Regions from separate parts of the Rattus norvegicus genome. Here region 1 is linked to region 2. The links are chromatin contacts, called in public Hi-C maps. All regions are on one chromosome and are shown on one strand. The core of a region is the stretch at or near the end of the contact, and the rest is flanking DNA. Distances in the headings are between cores, read along the strand shown.

Evidence for each region. A called contact is a pair of places that touch in the nucleus more often than the background predicts.
Region 1: a Hi-C map of the A7r5 cell line shows a contact between it and region 2, with 4 times the contacts expected there. The contact joins the promoter of Slc38a7 here to the enhancer-like site in region 2. A contact is called at or near these places in 5 of 12 Hi-C or Micro-C datasets (the A7r5 cell line, frontal cortex, hepatocytes and 2 more).

The regions. Positions count from the first base shown.
Region 1 is chr19:9,212,939-9,219,947 of GRCr8, forward strand. Slc38a7 (solute carrier family 38, member 7) reads left to right here and starts at 2,440. Exons shown (of 11, transcript NM_001003705.2): 1 at 2,440-2,453; 2 at 6,919-7,009.
Region 2 is chr19:9,148,770-9,155,401 of GRCr8, forward strand. It overlaps the pseudogene Macroh2a2-ps1. Among named protein-coding and RNA genes, the nearest start is that of Got2, 28 kb to the right of the region's middle. Within about 2 kb of position 4,607, at least 2 of the 93 cell types and tissues checked have an H3K27ac peak or open chromatin away from gene starts, as enhancers often do. A contact at or near this core is called in the A7r5 cell line and liver, where this site is marked.

The DNA.
Region 1 (7,009 bases), core at 1,190-3,689, 62 kb after region 2:
AACACTGTCTTCAGACACACCAGAAGAGGGCGTCAGATCCCATTACAGATGGTTGTGAGCCACCATGTGGTTGCTGGGATTTGAACTCAGGACCTCTGGAAGAGCGGACAGTGTTCTTAACCACTGAGCCATCTCTCCAGCCCCTCTTGTGCCCTTTCCTGGATTCTTTCCTGTTTGTTTTTGTTTGTTTTGACCAATTCATATGTAGTTTTTGTTTTTATCTAATTTTGTTTTATTTTCTTATTTTTAAAAAGGATAGAGACCTATGGTGATGGAAATGCTTGGTCTCTTTTATGTGATATGGATATGCAGCCTTACTCCTGTGATCAACATTTCTGTTTGTTTTTATTCATGTATGAGGGGGAGAGAGAGAGAGAGAGAGAGAGAGAGAGAGAGAGAGAGAGAGAGAAAGACAGAGACAGAGACAGAGACAGAGAGACAGAGAGACCTTGGAGCCCAGAAGAGGGTGTTAGATCCCCTGGAGCTAGAGATGCAGGTGTTGTGAGCACTGGGAACTGAACTCAGGTCCAATCTCATGTGAGGTAAAATCTTATAGAACAAATACAACCAAGCAAAGTGGGAGATTTAAAGAATATTAGCAGGGGGCTGGAGAGATGGCTCAGCAGTTAGGAGCACTGACTGCTCTTCCAAATTTTCTGAGTTCAATTCCTAGCAACCACATGGTGGCTCACAATCATCTGTAATGGGATCTGACGCCCTCTTCTGGTGTGTCTGAAGACAGCTACAGTGTACTCATATACATGAATAAATAAATCTTTTTTATTTTTTTTTTAAAGAAGAATGTTGGAGGGGTTGGGGATTTAGCTCAGTGGTAGAGCACTTGCCTAGCAAGCGCAAGGCCCTGGGTTCGGTCTCCAGCTCTGAAAAAAAAAAAGAAGAAGAAGAATGTTGGGCTGGAGAGAGAGTGTACTCACATACATGAAATAAATAAATAAATCTCTAAAAAAAAGTGAGTATCAGCAGAGGCTCAGGGGTTAAGAGCACTGGTTGGTCTTCCACAGGGGCCAGATTCAATTCCCAGCACCAACACAGCAGTTGACAACTGTCTGTAACTCCAGTTTCAGGGGATATGATGCATCAGCGGGGCATCTGATGCATCACAGACAGACAGACGGACCGACGGACGGACTGACGGACAAACGCACGCACAGACATACACACCCATATACATTAAAATAAGTAAATTTAAAAATAATAATGAAGGTTATCAACAGATTGTGTCAACGTCAACCTTCTGGCTGTACGACGCTGTACAAAAGCTCTGTGGCTATGCCCGCTGAAGCAAACCGGCACACAGATCTCTCCATATCATTTCTTACGTCTGCACTTGGCTGTGCTGATCTCAGCAACATCACCTCCCTTTTCATCTTGAGCCAGGATTGGGGGGGGGGGGCGGGGGAGGGCGGTGTTGCACTGTTCCCTGAGACAGGATTTTATTGTGGCACCCAGGAACCCAGGCTAGCTTCAAACTCACAACTCTCCTGCCTCCGCCTCTCGAATGCCGGGTTTACAGGCATGCGTCACGTACCCAAATTAGCATTTTCCGTATTTTTAAAATGAGACTTAGGCCCATTGAGAGGCTCAACGAGTAAAAGCACTTGTTACCAACCCTGAAGACCTGAATGCTATACCCAGGACCCACAGGATGTAAAGAGAGAAACAACTCGTGAGAGCTGCCCTGTTGGCTCCACATGAATGCTGTGACGACACAGACACACCAAAATACAATGAAACATTAATTAAACATTAATTAAACCAGCTGCGACTGTAACCGAAAGGTATAGCCCTTGCCTAGAGCCCAGATTCAAGCTCTAGACCCACAGAGAAAGAAGCAGAAAAGGATTTCCTTTGTAAGTGGCATACAGCCAAGTACAGAAGTCAAAGCTCTAGGCATTCACACCTCCATTCAGTAAGAAAGCTCTAGGCATTCACACCTTCATTCAGTAGGTCGAGAGCCTGAACCGCCTCAAACCCTTCTGAAATCTAGCCTTAAGGTTGTAGCCAGGGATTAACGCATGCTTACACTGGCTCTGGCTCTTGTTCAATGGTCCCTCACACTCCTCAGTCAAAGAAACTCTGGAGTCACTTGCTGCGGCAATGACTGCAGGAACAAACATAATGAGGCCAAATAGCTTTGGCCCATGGCTCCCGAGTACTAAGATGCCAAACCTCTTAACGCTCTTTCCAGGAGGAAGGAACAATGTTTAGTTTGGCCAAGGGACCGATTCTAAAAATAACCGGATAAATGGGTTGGCAGAGAACCAAGCTGGCTCAGAACTGGTGCTGGGTTGAGAAGCTGGTATGGTCCGAGAGAGTGACACTGGCTTAAAAAAACTACAATTCCCAGAGTGTCCTGCGGTCCGTGCTAGCTGGACGTCATGTGATTCAAACTCACGTGTTTCTAGAGTCGGCTCTGGAGCGACGCCTACAAGGTTTGTGAAAGGAGGTATGGGAGGTGTAAGGTGGGGTTGTAGGGTTCCTGGGTCCTCGGAGTCCCCTCTCACTGCTGAGACTAGATTCCTGCAAGGCTCCGCCAGCGACTTTCCCTGTTGCTCTCTGGTGCACGGTCCCGCCACGCCTTAGCCTTGGGCGGCTCTCCATTCAGTCCTAGGCCAGGATCGAGTCAGGTCCGGAGTTACACACGCAACCCACCGATTTTACGCCAGGCTTGGGACTCACCCCAACCCATCCTGGCTAGGTACTCGCTGTCCCACCTCCTAATGCAATCCAAATCTCGTGTTTCAGTGCTGGTCCCAGGCTGGACTGGGAAGCCTGTGAAGTCTGTTCCATCTCCGACCATTGTGCTTACAGCTCTGTCCCCGCCAACTGCTCACTGTGACCTTAATGTAATCCCTTTCCTTCATGGGCCTTTTACCTATCTGACTTGGCACTCTACTCCTTATCATTGGTTATTCAGAACTATTCAGTGTAAATCTCCCCCACCTCGGTAGCCAGCCGCAAAAGGCCAAACTCTTCCCTCTACTAACTGCAGATTTTAGGTAAAGCCTTGAGAAGAACTTGAGACCAAAAAGGGAGGTGAGGAGACTCTGAGCCCATACCTTTGGGCAGAGGAAACAGCCCTCTTCTAGATTAGCAGGTAAGTTGGGAGCAGTGGGACTGAATAATTGGGATAGGGGAAAAACTCTTAGACCAGTAAGAGTGGTCCAGGGGGTGGGCTTACTCGACCTGAGTTTTTGTGTGATTGCAAGAGAGGCTGGGCAGATGGCCCAGGGCTGGGTAAGGGTGCCAAAGAGAAACCTGCTTCCTAGACAGACTTAGGGTCACATGACTTTGAGGTCTGTTTCTGTGGTGTGAGCAATGTGGACTGTATGGCCTTAGACCTCTCTGGAGCTATGCCTGGACTAGGGGAGTCCTCAGACTGCCTCCGCTACTCACCACTGAGATTTTGCTGAGTTGCTGACTGGGAAGGGAGATTGCCCCATAAGAGGAAGAAGTCTGTGGCTAGACTGGTGTTTCTGATTCTGGTCCCAGCAGAGGACCACAGCCCTGGGACGGTGTCCCTTAGTTACTGGATGGCAGCTGTTCCAGAGCGCCTGCACCTTTTGATTCCTTCCTGGGTAGATGTCCCCAGCTTTGTCCCTCATCAGAAGGCACACCTGGGAAGCATCCCTGGGGGCCTCGATGACCTTTCTAGACCTCCTCCTTTGCAATGGGCTGACCTTATCAAGAGGGATGGACAGTAGCTGTGGCCTTTGTGGGGAGAAAAATGGGATTTAAACAAAAAAAAGGGGGGGGGGTTGGGGATTTAGCTCAGTGGTAGAGCGCTTGCCTAGGAAGCGCAAGGCCCGGGGTTCGGTCCCCAGCTCCGAAAAAAAGAACCAAAAAAAAAAAAAAGATTTATTTATTTTATGTATGTGAGTACACTGTTGCTGTCTTCAGACACACCAAAGGAGGCCATCGGGTCCCATTACAGATGGTTGTGGTTGCTGGGACTTGAACTCTGGACCTGTGGAAGAGCAGACAGTGCTTTTAACCACTGAGCCATCTCTCCAACCTGGGAAATTATTTTTTAATTAATTAATTAATTAATTAATTTATGCGTACACTATTGCCATCTTCAGACACACCAGAAGAGGGCACCAGATCCCCATTACAGATGGTTGTGAGCCACCATGTGGTTGCTGGGGTTTGAACTCAGGACCTCCGTTAGAGCAGTCAGTGCTCTTAACCACTGAGCCATCTCTCCAGGGCCTCCCCCACCCCACCCCACCCTTTTTTTTTTAACTACAGAGAATGAGGATGTGAATGAATGAACTTCCCATAGTTCCTACCTGGAGAGGTCAGAGAACAACCTGACCATTCTTTCTCTCCACTGTATGGGTCCCAGGGATCGAACTCAAGTCATCAATCTTGATTGCAAGCACTTTTACCCATTCAGCCATCTTACCAGCCCCAAAGTGGAGCTTGTTAGGGATCATCTCCCAAGCCTCATTTGTGGTAAACACGGACTGTACCGTGTGCCCACCCTGGTAATGCTTATTAATATAACATACTCTTCGTGAGAATTTATAACATGAAAAGGCTTAGACGGGGACTAAAGTGACTTACCCAGGGTCATGCAGGTAGGAAGAGGACAGGTTAGGCTAGCTTTTGTCCTCTGAGTCTCAGAGCACAGCCCCTCCCAACTCAGGGGTGTGTGTGTGTGTGTGTGTGTGTGTGTGTGTGTGTTTGTGTGTGTGTGTATGTATGTATGTATGTGTATGCGCATGTGCACACGCATGGCACATGTGTGTTAGTTGTTTTTTGAGACAGGATTATACTGTATTGCCCAGGACTAACTATTTGGTTCAAGCTGACCTTGAGCTCACTACAGTCCTCCTGCCTCAGCCTCTGAAGTACTGAGATTACAGGCATGAGCCTCCTTAGATCGTGTGGGCTTAGGTGTGGCTCTTTAAGAAACATTATTTCTCTTAGAGGTTCTGCATTGCAGTGAGAACGCTAAGGGTCGTTTTTCAGAGCTGGGCTCTTCAAAACAATTCAGGACTTAAAAAAAAGTGAACCTCCTGGCTGAAAGGCCAAAGGGAAGCCTGAAGTTAGGTTGTGTGTTCCCCAAGAGTGAGAACAGTCAGGTGAGAAGCCTGCTCTCCCAGTACAGAGGCCTGGGAAGGAGGCAGAGGCAAACAGGTGAATGCTCTGGGCCGTATAAGAATGTTCTAAGAATTTTGTTGTCTGGTCTCTGTTCATTCATTCATTCATACACTGATTCAGTGTGTCTGTCTGTCAGTCTGTGTGTGTATCGTCAGAGGAAACTTGTGAGAATTGTTTCTCTCCTTCCACCATGCGGGTCCCAGGAGTCAAGCCTTGTCATCAGGCTTGGTGACAGACACCTTCGCCTGCGTTTTGAATCCCAGCCACTGGTGATGCTGCCTGACCAAGGATGGCGTATGCAATGCCTGGGCTTCTGTACCTCTGGTTATAGCCGCCGTCCTGTCTATTCAGTTGTGGCTCATAGTAACAAACACCACATGTCTGGCCTCAGAGCCTTCTAGTCTAGCTTTGGGAAAGCAAGTCTAGAACCAGCACAGGGCTAGCACCAAACAAATGATGTAGGAAGTGGCACTGAGCAGTGTCAAGCCCTGTAATAGCTCTCAAAAGGACTCAGTGAGCAGCCAAGGAAATGGGGACAAGCTGGGACTTAGGACTGGGAATATTCCGAACACACAGTTAAGAATTAATTTCCTGGCCCAGCGTGATAGTTCAGTGGGTATAATGTATAGGCTGCTGGGCTGATGACATAAGGCCGTCCCCTAGACCCATGTCGTGAAGGAAGAACTGAGTCCCAAAAGTTATCTTCTGACTCCCACACAAGTGCAGGTGCAGACGTGAAACAAATAAATGTAATTTTAAAAATTAGTCTCACAGGGGCTGGCAAGATGGCTCACAGCAATTGAGAGCACCGACTGCTCTTCCAGAGGTCCTGAGTTCAAATCCCAGCAACCACATGGTGGCTCACAACCATCTGCAATGAGATCTGATGCCCTCTTCTGGTGTGTCTGAAGACAGCTACAGTGTATTTATGTGTAATAAATAAATAAGTCTCACACTGGGTTTGGTGGCACACTCCTTTAATCTTAGAATTCAGGCAGAGGCAGAAGGGTCACTGTGAGTTCAAGGACAGCCAGGATTGCAGGGAGACCCTGTCTTTTAAAAAATAAAATTTTCCTGAGGATTGATAGGACAGGGATCGCCATGTAGGAGAAAGGGAGTTAACCTGAATTTTGAAAGGCTTTAAAAGCCCCGCAGTTTTGATGTCTGGGTCGCAGGGAAGCATGCTGGGATGAAATGCAATGAAACATCCGGAGGTCTTGGTAGCAGCCCCAGTGCGGACAACCTGGGAAGCCTGGCGGGGCTAGATCCAGACTGTGTTGGTGCTCTTGCACCATCCTGCCTCTGCGCTTTGATTTCTCTGGGCCTTCTGATCCCAAGACTGTGGGATCAGACAATCTAAGACGTGCCTGTGTCACACCTCCCTTTGGGCCTCTCCAGGTGCTGGGATTTTAGTACTGCTCTCTTCTGCGTCTTTACTCTCTTTGCAGTGTTTGGCGTTGGTAGCCAAGTGCCCTATCGCTGAGTCATCTCCCCATCATCTCAGACTCTCTTATGTTTGGGTCTTATTAACCTCTCTGGCCTATAAGAATGAAACAAGTCAGATGCGCAGCTGACATGTTTCTCCGTCTGCCACCCACACCGTGACCTCAGGGCAGTCGTCTGCACAGAGCAGCGCTGCATCTTAGCCATGTGGTGCCTTGCCGTTCACTTGGTGAGGGCCCGGCACTGATGTCCTAGCCATGTGATCCTGGGAACGTTGTTTCACATTTTTGTGCCCCAGAGTCACTGTTTCGGGATAAACATAATCTCTGCCTTTGTCTTACCTAGGTTGACCAGCATTCCCTGAGATTAGAACCCCTGAAGGGGCAGGCATCCTCCCAGCAAGCCCAGAAATGTGGTCCTGAGGCAGAGCCCATAG
Region 2 (6,632 bases), core at 3,357-5,856:
GTTCCAGTCCTGACTTCCTTTGGTGATGAACAGCAATGTGGACAGTGTGAGCTGGATAAACCCTTTCCTCCCCAACTTGCTTCTTGGTCCTGATGCTTATGCAGGAATAGAGACCCCGACTAAGACAGGGGTGGACACAAGGTTGGGTGGACTTGGGAGGAAGGGGAAGTGAGAGTGATCAGGATGCATTGTATGAAATTCCAAAATAATTGATAAAAAAAAAATATGTTAGGAGAAAATTAAGGTTCACAGTCCAAGCTGGAGGTAGCTCACTCGTAATGCACTTTGCTTAGGGTTCAAATCTCCGGTACCACAAATAATAATGATGAGAGTAACGATCGTGTACAATTTAAATGCTTTAACTCATTCACAAATATATGCAGCTATCACCACAATCGACTTAAGACAAGCAGTGCTGGAAGCTAAACCTGGACTACCGGACCTCCTTGACGTCGCTCTCCCTGACGTCGCTCTCCCTGACGTCACTGCCGACAAAGCCGAAGGAAAACTCAGCCCTGTCTGTAGTCCTATAGGGTGCAATCTGAAACATGACCACAAGATGGCAGGCTCTGCCTACAGATGCTACAAACCAAGCACGTGGCAAGTTTAAGGAAAGATAAAAGACTCCCGAAGACCAACCTCCTTCAGATAGAAGTGGCTTTTGGTGCTGAGAGCGGTTGCTAGCCCTCTTTACCTGCTAAAGCTGCACACATTCCTATCCCGGTTCACTTAGAAATCCTGTTACTCATAACACTTGTTTGAGATTTATTTTGAATTATGCGTGCATAGATAGATGGATGGATGGATGGATGGATGGATGGATGGATGGATGGATGATGGATAGATAGATAGATAGATAGATAGATAGATAGATAGATAGATAGGTGCACATAAGTGCAAGGTGCCTTCGGTGGCCCAGAAAAGGACACCAGATTCCCTGGGGTTAGGGTTATAGAAGGTTGTGACCACAATAATGTGGGTACAGAGAGCAGAATTCCTGTGCTCTGCGAGAGCAGCAAGCTTCAAGCTCTCTCCAGCCCCTATAATTCGCTACACAGGTATACAAGTAAGGCTCTCCCTATTTTGGTGCTGAGGATCCAACCCAGAGTTGAGTGCATTCTTAGCAGCTGCTCCTACGCTGGGCTACAACCTCAGCTTCAAGAGTAGCCGTCTCAAGCACATGCACACACCACACCCAGGCCGTCCTCACTGAGAAAGGGCCAAGATGCCAAGGTTCACACTGGCTCTGCGTCTTACCTCATATTCTAAACATAGGAATAACCAGATGCTGTGGCACACGCCTGTGGTCCCACCTACACTAGGAGGCTGAGACAGGAAGGTCACAAGTTCAAAACCAGCCCCGGCCAGTGAGACCCTGCCTCAGAATAAAATCTGTGATTGAGCCTAGAAATGTAGTTCAGTAGTAGGGTCTAGCCGACCACGTGTGGGTCTCAGTTCAACCCCAGGCATTACATAGAGGAAAGGCCATGGGGGGGGGGATTATACATTAAGCAGCACTGTCAACCAGAGTGGCAAGGGGCAGGGTAGAGCTCATGTGCCCAGGACCAGGAGGAAACGTAGGTGAGAACAGAGTTGGTGTACATTCCCATCCACTGCAACCTTGAGTTTAGTCTTGTCTCTTCAGGAACTGACCCTCAATGCTGCTTCCCCATATCCCATTGTCATTCCAGGCGATAGGAAAACAGCTGAGCCCAAGTGCGCACAGTCCTCAGCCCTTTCTACATATCCACATTCTCTCCTGACCACCCACGGGGTATCATGTAGCCCAGGCTGGCCTTAAACTCGCAATGTACCCGAAGATAGTCCTGAACCACTCACCTGCTGCTGCTACCTCCCAGGTGCTAGGATCACAAGCACCTGTCACCATCTTGGCCTGTCCCAGTATGTCTACAAGACCGGAAAAACAAGAACGTTCAGTTCTCTGAAAAGAGCTTGAAGTCGGATATGATTTCTGTTAGACTGAAATGCTGGTCACTCTAAGTAGCCAGATCTCACAGCCAGAGGTCACCTAGCCATGATCCCCTGAGACTCACTCTTTCTCTCCTCTTTCTCTTCCTTTTCCTCTTCCTCCCTCTCCACGCCCCTCTCTCTCTTTTTTTTTTCTTTTCTCCCTCTCTTCCTCCCTTTTTCTCTCTCTATAAAGAGTTAAGAAGCCATACATGGTATGGTTTTACAGCATTTATGGTCTTTCTCCTTACCTGGATCTTCCTATCTCTCCTCACATCAGGTGATACAAACTGAATCACATGGTAGGGTCTTCTCATCACCCCGTAGACGGATTTAAAAGTCCGATATCTTCCTTCATTTGGGAGTTTTCTCTGCATGCTCCTCCTCTGGGGTTCTCACCATCATCCTGTTGGTGGCAGCATGTTCTCTCCGTGTCTCTCTCTGTCTCTGTCTCTCTGTGTGATTGTGTCTCTCTCTGTGTCTGTCTCTGTCTCTCTGTGTGTGATTGTGTCTTTATCTGTGTCTGTCTCTCTGCCTGACTCTTCTCTCTCTCTCTCTCTCTATCTCTCTCTCTCTCTCTCCCCTCTCTCCTCTCTCTCTCTCTCTCTCTCTCTCTCTCTCCCCTCTCTCCTCTCTCTCTCTCTCTCTCTCTCTCTCTCTCTCCCCCCTCCCTCTCTCACCTCCTCCCTCTCTCCCTCTCCAAGGTTTAAAGGAAGAACCTCTCGATCCCTTAGAGCCCACCACGCACCTCTGGTATGATGCCTGGTCCCCTATGTAAGCTCTGACCTCAAAGTTCAATCATGATCCCCACGGTCATGACATCTTCTCTCCGGATAAAGCTCATTCCAGAAGGGCTGTTCTGTGTCAGCCCCTCTCTCCTGATCCAACCACACTACTCTCTTACCTTCTAAGAGTCTCTCCCTCCTACAAAATAGGATGATGTGTTACAAATCAGACGAGAGCGGGAGGCTAGTTTCAGAAAACATCACCCTCTGAATACGTATGGTGGGAGAGAGAGCCTTGTGACCAGAGAAGGATGGCAAGCACGCCTAGCTGTAAAATCGTCTTAAGAACATTAGGAGAGATAAAATCATCACACAGGAGGAGCTTAATGAGGGGAAAGAGCTTCAAGCGGGAAAATAGGAGAGAGGTCACTATGCACAGTGTGGTGGGGATCCTGGAGAAAAGGCCTTCACATCCCCTGAATAAAGGGGCTCTTCTGCTTTTATGGTTTTAGAGAGTTACCGATAAGTCCTACACCACGTGGCTTAGTCTGGCTTACCCTATGTAACAAGGAGTCATGTTCTGGGTAGGTCGTAAATGAACCTTGGAGCTTGAAGCAGGAGTCACCACTAGCAGCTTCTTAAACTCGGATGGGGGTGGGGGGAGGACACAACACTGATTTCTGACAATGAGAAGAGCAACCCGACAGTCTTTGCTCTACCACAAGTTCGTTAAACAAAGACTCTTGCCAAATGCCAAAGAGTCGTTTCCACCACAGAAAAGTCTATTTAAAATGAAATGGACGGTGGAGTGAAACCCTAGGTGATACGCCTTACAGATGTGAAAACTGCCCCAAGACAGTCAGCGCGACAAGAGCCCCATTTTTTCCTGAACGCCCCCTCTCTCTCAGCCCCGCCCCTTTTCCTCTGTGCCAACGAGTTCATCACGTAAGTATTGTGCAGTTGCTATTAAAGGAACAACATCTCCACACCCACCCCACAACAACTAAGACCCCAACTAAGCCAATAGCTCCTTAAGTTCTAAGGAGACTGCTGAAGAAAAGCAGCCACCCCCACCTCACCCCAGACGCTGGGATACAAAGAAACCACAGACCCTGCATCTCAAAACAGCTTATCTAAGGAAAACAGCCAACTTCCCCATTCCAACCCTAAGACAGTTCCTATCCTCTATCCTCAGCTACAAAAACGCTTGAAGCTTGTAACCCGAGCTCCAACTCTGGCCTTCCTGTTGCCCCCTGATGGCCCTGCACTGCAGGCTGACCTTGACACACCACACCTCAGGTTAGATAAAGCCCGCTCTAGCTGTCAACCAGAGTAAACTCGTTCTTTATTTCTTCCTACAAACTTAATCCTTACAGAGTTCCCACCAATGGGATGAGACACGGTCACCACCTACCCCAGCGATAAATGACAAGGGACGTTTTGACTGAGTGTGTGTTCACTAGGCCAGTTTAGGTTCTGTGCACCCTTTTTGAAAAAAGAAAAAGAAAGAAGAAAAAAATTGCCTTGTCAAACCTCTGTTGGGTTTTGCTCTGAGGTTCCTCTGGGCAACGCTGAGATCTTTCTTTTCCCAACACGGGTGCTTCCTAACGAGCAAGGTAAGTGTCACACACCACAGACATTCCTTAAGTCCTACTCAGTAAAATGAAACGTGTGTTCTTAGTTTCCAGACGCTCAGACCCAGAGCTGGAGAGACGGCTCTGTGGTTAAAAGCACTGGCTGCTCTCACAGGCGCCCTAAGTTTGGCTCCCAGAACTCAAAACAGTTCACGACCAGCACGAAAGGATCTGATTCTGATTCTGAGTTCTGCAGGCATGGTGTACAAACATCCATTCAGGCAGGCAAAACCCTCATGCACAGAAAATGAAATAAGGGCAAAGGAAACTCTGACCTAGATCTCAGATTTGTTTGTCTTTTATAAGCATGACCATTGTACCAGCAAACCAGCGTGCGCTTACACTGAGTTAATAAAAGAGTAAAGTTCTTTTAAAGTGGACCGTGTGTTCTTAGTTTGAAGGAGCGATGAGGAAAAATGAAACTTACCGGGCTCAGAGAGCCCCTCTTCCCCCATGGGTGTCAGGAGCAGATATTCTAAAACTGACCGTTCTGCTCCAGGCGAGATCTCCAGGCCTACGGAGCTGCCTGGAGTTGTGAGGGAAGCCCCAGGGTTGCAGTTCTCAATGAGTAGCAACTCGTCTGCGTCAGCTCTGCAGCCCTCAGTCATGCCTGCTCCTGTAAACAGCCTCTCACCCACGTTCCTATTGGTAACCCCAAGAAAAACTCACTGAGTCACCAGGTTTGGACCCTTCTGGAAAGAATGGGGAGAGGGATGCCTGTCTCCAGGAAAAATCTCTCACACAACAAACTCTGACGGAGAACTCCTTCTTGACTTAGTGCTTCTGGCCATAGGGCCATTATAATTAGCAAATCAATATGTGCTTAGATTTCACTAGTGATCAAGCAGGGCCTCGCGAGTAGATGGAACTACAGACGCACACCACACTTGACTTATAGTGACTTTTTTGGGACAGGGTCTTACTATGTAGTGATAGCTGGCTCAGTGTTTTGTAGATGAGGTTAGCCTCAGACCCATAAAGATCCGTCTGCTTCTACATCTTCAGTGTCAGGATTGAAGGCACGCATCACCGTGCCCAGCTTTATTACGATATTTTTTTTTCTTTTCTTTTTTTCGGAGCTGGGGACCGAACCCAGGGCCTTGCGCTTGCTAGGCAAGCGCTCTACCACTGAGCTAAATCCCCAACCCCTTTATTACGATATTTAAGACGGGTTTTGCCAATGAAAGAGAAAAGGTTAGATGATCAGGGGTCCTGGCCAAACATACTCAGGGTTCTCAGATATTCCTTATGCTGTAAGTTTAAGAGATGAGTTCCAAACAACACAGTACCTGGTCCCCGGCACACAGAATATTCCTCTCTGGCTTAGTCATCTAATGTAAGCCAATGAGTGGAAGATTCACGGAAACAGATTAATCTGACCATAAGGAAGAGCGCCGTCAAACCTAGTTTTGTTTCATGATGCAATCTCTGCTGAGGATATAGTTAAGATTTAAAAAAAAAAAAAAGTTTTTTGAGACAGGATCTCTCTATATAACCTTGGCTGTCCTGGAACTCACTCTGTTGATCGGGCTGACCTCAAGCTCACAGAGATCCACCTGCCTCGGCCTCCTGAGTGCTGGGATTAAAGGAGTGGCCCATCCCCACCCAGCGATATGGCTGAGATTTTAATGGCCCAATGAGAAGCATAAGAGGGGGCTGGAGAGATGGCTTAGTGGTTAAGAGCACTGACTGCTCTTCCAGAGGTTCTGAGTTCAAATCCCAGCAACCACATGGTGGCTCACAGCCATCTGTAATGAGAAATAAGATCGATGCCCTCTTCTGGTGTGTCTGAAGACAGCTACAGTGTACTTATATATAAGAAATAAATCTTTAAAAAAAACGTTGTAAAGTCTATTAAAAAAAAAGAGAAGCATAAGAGGGAAAATATTTGCATAGATATGAAGCACTCTAGCAGATTCCCAATGTACAGTGAAGTTGTTGGCCCGGGCTCTGTCTCTACCTCCACAGGCCTTCATGGAGAAAACAGATCAGAAATACAGGAATTGTGGAATATAGTATAAAATGCGCTTGCATTTAAAAAATATACTGATCCGTGTTGTTGCTGTGACAGAGTACCTGAGGAAACGACTTACAGCGGCAGCATTTATGTGGGCTCACGGTTTATGGGTTCCAGGGCATGGTCACTTGACTCCCTTGTAGCAGCGAGGACAAAAGGGTAGCTTCGTGCTGCTGTACGTGGTGGCCTTAGAAACTCACTTAGTGTTCCAGAGACCTCAGCTCAGATAAATCTGCATCTTTGGCCGAATTACAGAAAAGGACTTTAGGATAAGCCAGGGCAAAGCGC